2 separate regions of the Sus scrofa genome follow, and region 1 is linked to region 2. A link is a contact called in public Hi-C data. All regions are on one chromosome and are shown on one strand. The core of a region is the stretch at or near the end of the contact, and the rest is flanking DNA. Distances in the headings are between cores, read along the strand shown.

The links. Hi-C and Micro-C count contacts between places; a contact is called where the count stands out from the background.
Region 1: a Hi-C map of embryonic fibroblasts shows a contact between it and region 2, with 2.3 times the contacts expected there. The contact joins the enhancer-like site here to the promoter of RBMS1 in region 2. A contact is called at or near these places in 1 of 5 promoter capture datasets (fetal liver), 3 of 47 Hi-C or Micro-C datasets (embryonic fibroblasts, fetal heart ventricle and fetal skeletal muscle) and 1 of 2 datasets of contacts at active chromatin or transcription factors (alveolar macrophages).

What each region holds. Positions count from the first base shown.
Region 1 is chr15:67,814,900-67,817,803 of Sscrofa11.1, forward strand. No RefSeq gene overlaps it. Among named protein-coding and RNA genes, the nearest start is that of TANK, 150 kb to the right of the region's middle. Within about 2 kb of position 1,587, at least 33 of the 83 cell types and tissues checked have an H3K27ac peak or open chromatin away from gene starts, as enhancers often do. A contact at or near this core is called in alveolar macrophages and embryonic fibroblasts, where this site is marked.
Region 2 is chr15:67,407,986-67,410,912 of Sscrofa11.1, forward strand. It overlaps RBMS1 (RNA-binding motif, single-stranded-interacting protein 1), which reads right to left and starts at 1,442. Exons shown (of 14, transcript XM_003133427.6): 1 at 882-1,442. The coding sequence starts at 956. LOC106506256 (a long non-coding RNA gene) reads left to right here and starts at 1,255. Exons shown (of 3, transcript XR_001301448.2): 1 at 1,255-1,367.

The DNA.
Region 1 (2,904 bases), core at 337-2,836, 410 kb after region 2:
TGACCAACAGTTTGAGAGTCACTGGTTAAGGGCTTGAGCTGATTTGAGGGTATCTTTCTAAACCTATTCTTACTGATGAAATCTGTATTAAGAATCATCTCTTCTGGGAAGTTCTTGTCGTGGCTCAGTGGCAATGAACCCAACTAGTATCCGTGGGGATGTGGGTTCAATACCTGGCCTTGATCAGTGGCTTAAGGAGCCAGTGTTGCCACAGGCTATGGTATAGGCTGCAGATGCAGCTTGGATCTCACATTATTGCTGTGGCTGTGTCGTAGACCAGCAACTGCAGCTCCGATTCAACCCCTAGCCTGGGAACTTCCATACGCCTCGAGTGTGGCCCTAAAAAGACAAAAAAAAAAAAAAAGAATCATCTCTTCCTGTTATATTCTTCTGTATTTTACAGGAATTCTTAGCTACCTCCCCGTCCCAGATTCATGGATTCCTATGGACTCCCTACAAGACATGCCTAAAAACTTCTGAGTGTGTATGTAAAATGGTGTGCAAGTGTATGCTTTTTCCTAGGGTATGAGTCCATAGCTATCTTCAGATTGCCAAAGATGCTCCCAGATATCAAATAGTTGACCCACTGCTTTATAGGACTGATTATATGTAAATTCTTGCTCCCTGTTGTTGAAATTAGTTTTCCCTCTGATACACATGGATACTAAGTGACCCAAGCAACAGGATTATCAAGTTAAGAAATAAAATGAACAGACATTTATTGAGCATCCTGGGTGATGACAATACAGTGAACACATATGCATTCCTCACACAACTCTTTAGAAAGTAGCGTTGTCTCTATCTAGGTTTCTAATAGCAGTACTAATTATTGAGCACTTACTATTTGATAAGTACTCTTCTAAGCACTTCACATATGGTAGCTTATTTAAATCTTACAACACCTCTATAAAGTGGATTCTGCTATTACCCCCATTTTTCAGTGGAGGAAACTGACTTTTTATGAAGTCCTCTTCCCTCATTTCTGCATCCTAATAACAGTAACAACAACAACAACAATAATAATAATAGTTTGCTTTCATTGAACTCATGTGCCAGGCACTATTCTAAGCACTCCTTTTCCAGACAAAGAACCTGAGGCACAAAAAAGTGACCTTCCCAAAGACAGCCAGCCAGCAATAGACAGAGCTAGCATTCAAACTCTAGTCTGGCTAGAGAGCCCATACCCAGCCATGCTTTCTAACTGCCACAAGTTCTAGCCTCCAGCTTAGGGAATAATTATTGATTCTGTGGGCCCTAGTTTCTGTGGATGCCCACCTCTAGTCTAACGGATTCCTTTTCTTTCCTCTTCTCAAGCTCCATTTCCATACCAGGCTGCAGGGGTGGCCCCCACGTTTCCACAAGCATCTGTATGCTCAGCTTATGCTGCATGTGGGTCCTGGGTTACAATGTGCCTGGCCACCCTTGCTCTGTCCCAGTTCCCAGCTTCCCGGACCACACAAGGTCACACCAGTTGCTCAGGGGCTCTCAGATGCATTTACAATCATAGACACAATAGGCCTGGCAGCCCTGCTGGCTTGCAGAGGAACTGGGCAGTATCACATTTCAAATATTGCCTCTGAGTAATGCTGAGACCATTCAGAGCCCGGTTAAAAAAACACAGTCACGACTCTCCTCGGGACACGGGCTGTTGATTTTGTTAGGTGAGATCACTTGAGGAATATAAAACGCAAGAGAAAGAGTGGCAAAAAGGAAAAACAATAGGTTGGTAGAAAGGGTCATACAAAAGTCAGGAAGCGGTGAAGGAACAGCCTGGCCACAGCGTTCCATTCAGTTTAAACCTAGGGTTTAAGCGGTTAAGGAAAAATCAATCCGTACTTGTTTCAATTCCTTCCCAACTATAAAACGTTTACTTGCATGGTGGCTTTGTGTGTGTGTGTGTGTGTGTGTGTGTGTGTGTGTATCAACTATGACTTAAAAAACCTGACAGTAGCCAAACGCTCAGCACACACACAGCAAAGGTTTTGTGTTCAAAGCACACACCGTCCATACAGCTAAGCATCTATTGATGCTGGGCTTTTAATGTTATGCAAGACTTTTTCCTTCCTTTACTGGCCACTGAGTGACTGTGCTGATTCAACATTTTATAGATGCATAAATTTCCCTTTAGAGGCTGTGCCGAGAATGTGTGCCTCCCTGGGCCAGTTTCTTATTGAAATCAGATGATGCAGGCAGTCTCTCTTGCATTTCAGTGAGAGGCTGCCCCCTAGTGAATATTTTCAGCTATACACTAAACCGACAAATTTATTGTTGCAAACACTGCAGAGGTTTCTCCACACAAACGAGAAACGTCCTTCAGTTGTCAAGGAAGTGACAGTGTTGTGTAATTTAACCATCAATCAGATGTTGCTTTCCTTTCAACTTCCCCCAGCCTATTTTTGGTAGGTTTCAGTGTTCTGTAAAGTTTTCTTTGATAATTCAAGATGTCTCTGATTTTTAAAAATACACACAATGATATATTCTTTTTTAAGCCAATAAAAATATTTTCATGGAACTAAGGGTAAGGGGTTGATGATCAGCATCCTTTCCTGTTCTGACAGTGAGTTGTACATGTATTTCATTTCATTTCCACTTATTTTATTTGACTATTTGGCGATAGTTTTCCTAGCTGGGATAATTACATAGAGCAAAAAAATTTGCTTTTGGAAGGTAACTATAGGAGTTCCCGTCATGGTGCAGTGGTTAACGAATCCGACTAGGAACCATGAGGTTGCAGGTTCGATCCCTGGCCTTGCTCAGTAGGTTAAGGATCCGGCATTGCCGTGAGCTGTGGTGTAGGTCGCAGACGCAGCTCGGATCCCGCATTGCTCTGGCTCTTTCGTAGGCCGGTGGCTAAGGCTCCAATTCGACCCCTAGCCTGGGAACCTCCATATGCCGCTGGAGCGG
Region 2 (2,927 bases), core at 192-2,691:
CTAGAAAGCCAGTCGCAATCTGTATGCAACATGTCATCTGCTGTGTCACCCAAGAGTGTGACAAGGCCACTTTTGAGAAAGCACCACTGGAAATCGATCGGTGGTAAACATATAAGGTAGTATTTTTCTAAACTAAATACGAAGTCACTTCTTTCTCTGCACCGAAATATGCCCATTGTCCGTCCTTTGCAAAAGCTACAGGGAAGATTAAAGGGACATCAATGAACGCTGAGTGAACTTTGGCCACTTTTCTACCCAAAACACCAGCGTAAAAGTAGAAATCAGTAACCAGGTGAAGTGCCACACCGCACAAAGATCAACGCGAGGGGCGGGCGCGCAGGGCCGGAGGCGGGGAGGGAAAAGTCCCGTCCCCCCCACCCCCAACCCCTCCAGCCCCAGTCACCGCGCGCGCGGGAGGCTGAGGGGCGTCCCCGGGGGCGGGAGGCTCCGCGCCACTCGGAGGGAAACCGAGAGTTGCTGCTCGCCACGCGAGGCCCAGGAGAAGGTGGTCGAAGATCCGCGCCGCCGGCGGGGCCGGGCACGGGCCCCAGGCGTCAGCGACCCAGCAGCAGACGCTCGACGAGGGGCGCCGCTCGGCTCGCGACCCTCCCCGCCTCCCAGGCCAGGAAGGGGCCGGCGGCTCTTTCCTGTCTAGTCTCTCCCCCCGCGGCTCTCTGTAACCCGATCCCCGCACTCCGCTCCGCGGGCAGCCGCCGCCCGGCGCGCAGCCTGGCTTCGCCCAGGCCAGCGCTATAGTTAGCAACCTTCCAGCAACTCCGCCGGGGGCGGCGGGGACTAGCCGCGCGCCCCTTCCGGGCCCGAGCAGCGCGCGCCCCCGGCGTCCCCTCCTCCCGGGTCCCCTGTCTCCCGCTCCCCCTTACCTTCGCTTGAAGATACTGGGGGTAATAGTAGGTGGCGTACTGAGGGTACATCTGCTGTTTCCACACTTTGCCCATGAAGCTGGAAGGGAGCCTGCCGTGCAGGGTCGCGGGCACTTTGAGGTTTCCAAGTCTCGATCTCTCCTGCCTCTCCCTTTCCGGCGGCGGCGGCGGCGGCGGCTGCCGCTGCTCCACCTCCCAGCCCGGACCAGACGTCCTCCTCCTCCTCCTTCCTCTCCTCCTCCTCCTTCTTCTCCCAGGCACAGAGAAAGACACTGCAGAGCGCAGAGGGCACCCCGGACAGGGCGCTCCCAAGGAGTTGCCTCCCGGAGCCCAACTGCTCCGGGGCTGCCAAGGACTGGCGCTCTGGCAGCGCTCCGCTCCGGCAAGCAGGCTGAGCGGGGCCAGGAGGTGATCAATACCAGTGGAAAGTGCTGCTGCGGCGGCGGCGGCGGCGGCGGCTGCGCTCGGTGCCAGGCGGCATCTGGGGTGGGTGCGCCCGATTGGGAGAGGGGAGAGGGGCTGGCGGGCCGAGGCCGTGGGGGAAGGGCGGTGGGGGCGTGGCTTGGGCGCCGTGGAGCCGGGACCGGCTGGAGGTGAGGGCTGAGTTTTAACCACTCCTCACCTCCCAGGCTCGGGGTTGGACGGGCGGAAACCTTGGGAGTCCGGATCGCTTTGTGTTGAGGGTAAAGGGTGGGGTTGGATTTGGGGGGGACACAGCTTAAGAACTGCAGAGTGGACACCTCGTTTGCTTTCATGAGTTTTTATCTCGAGAGAGAGGGGAGGTAAGGGGGAACGAGAAGGAAATCTGATTAATCTCTTACTCTCCCCCCCAATGATTTTTTTTTTCCTTTTTTTTTCACAAGGGAAGGAAAATAATTTGGTGTCCAACCACAAAGCTGGAGTCAGAATGCCTGGGTTCTGTCCCTTCCATTCCCACCCCCCCTCAGGCCACAACACTAATTTTCTAGATGACCTTGGGAGGTTTAGTGTCCTTCGGTATGGTTTTCCCAGATGTGAGAGGTGAAATCATGCCCTCTGCACCAGAGGAGGCAAAGCGGTCGGGTGCGCGCGCAAGCGCACCACACACACACACACACACACACACACACACCCACACCACCCTCACAACAAATAGACGGATCCTTCTAAGGGGGAGATGCCGCAGAGAGGCAGAACGTTATTATCAGAGGACACAATATAGACATCAGCTTTTCTCTGCCTCTTTCTAACGCTGCCAGACAGTCTGTCAACTCCCACTCAGGAGCAAGGAAACTCCCTGAGTTTGGAATATTTTAAGGCCATTTTGAAAGTCACGCTGGCATATTGTTGCAGTGTGCTTCTGTGACATATTAAAATCAATCTCTTTCTGCCTCTCTCCATCTCCTAATTGTCACAGCTCCAGACAGCCCCAGACAGCAGTGGTTCAGTTCACTACATAACTGGATATAATTTAATGGAGTTAATTGGTCCCTTAAGCTGCCTGTAGAAGACTTTTATATTCCAGCGCAACAAGAGATAATACTAAAATGTACAAATAGGATAAGTAAGAAAGCACTTTCAAATTGGAGATCTTGCACATCTAATAAAATGTAATGAAAAATTAATTTGTTATTAAATAGACCTTGATCACTTCGTTTTGTCATTTTGATTTTCTGACAGTCTGTGTTCATAGTTGCACAAAGGTAAATCAAACTGAAATGGAATGCATGATTTCGTTAAACAGTGACATTTTTATTTGATTACATTTCAAAAGGCTTAATAAGGTACTTTAAAACAATGCAATAGTGAAATGAAACCTTTATCACCTTTATATGATTTAGACAAATTTCTGGGTTATACATTGTGAAAAAACAAATTTTTGGATATGCCGGGAGGCAAATCATGTTCTCTTAAAAATAATTAAGAGTTAACCTATGTCAAATCCTACAAAGAAACAAGTATTGCTTGAGCTTCTGCTGTGTGGTGGGCCCTGCTGAGGTCAATGTCAATCTGGATGTTGGTTCAGAAGGTTCATTGTCTAGCTAGGGGAGCTAAAAATAGTTCTTT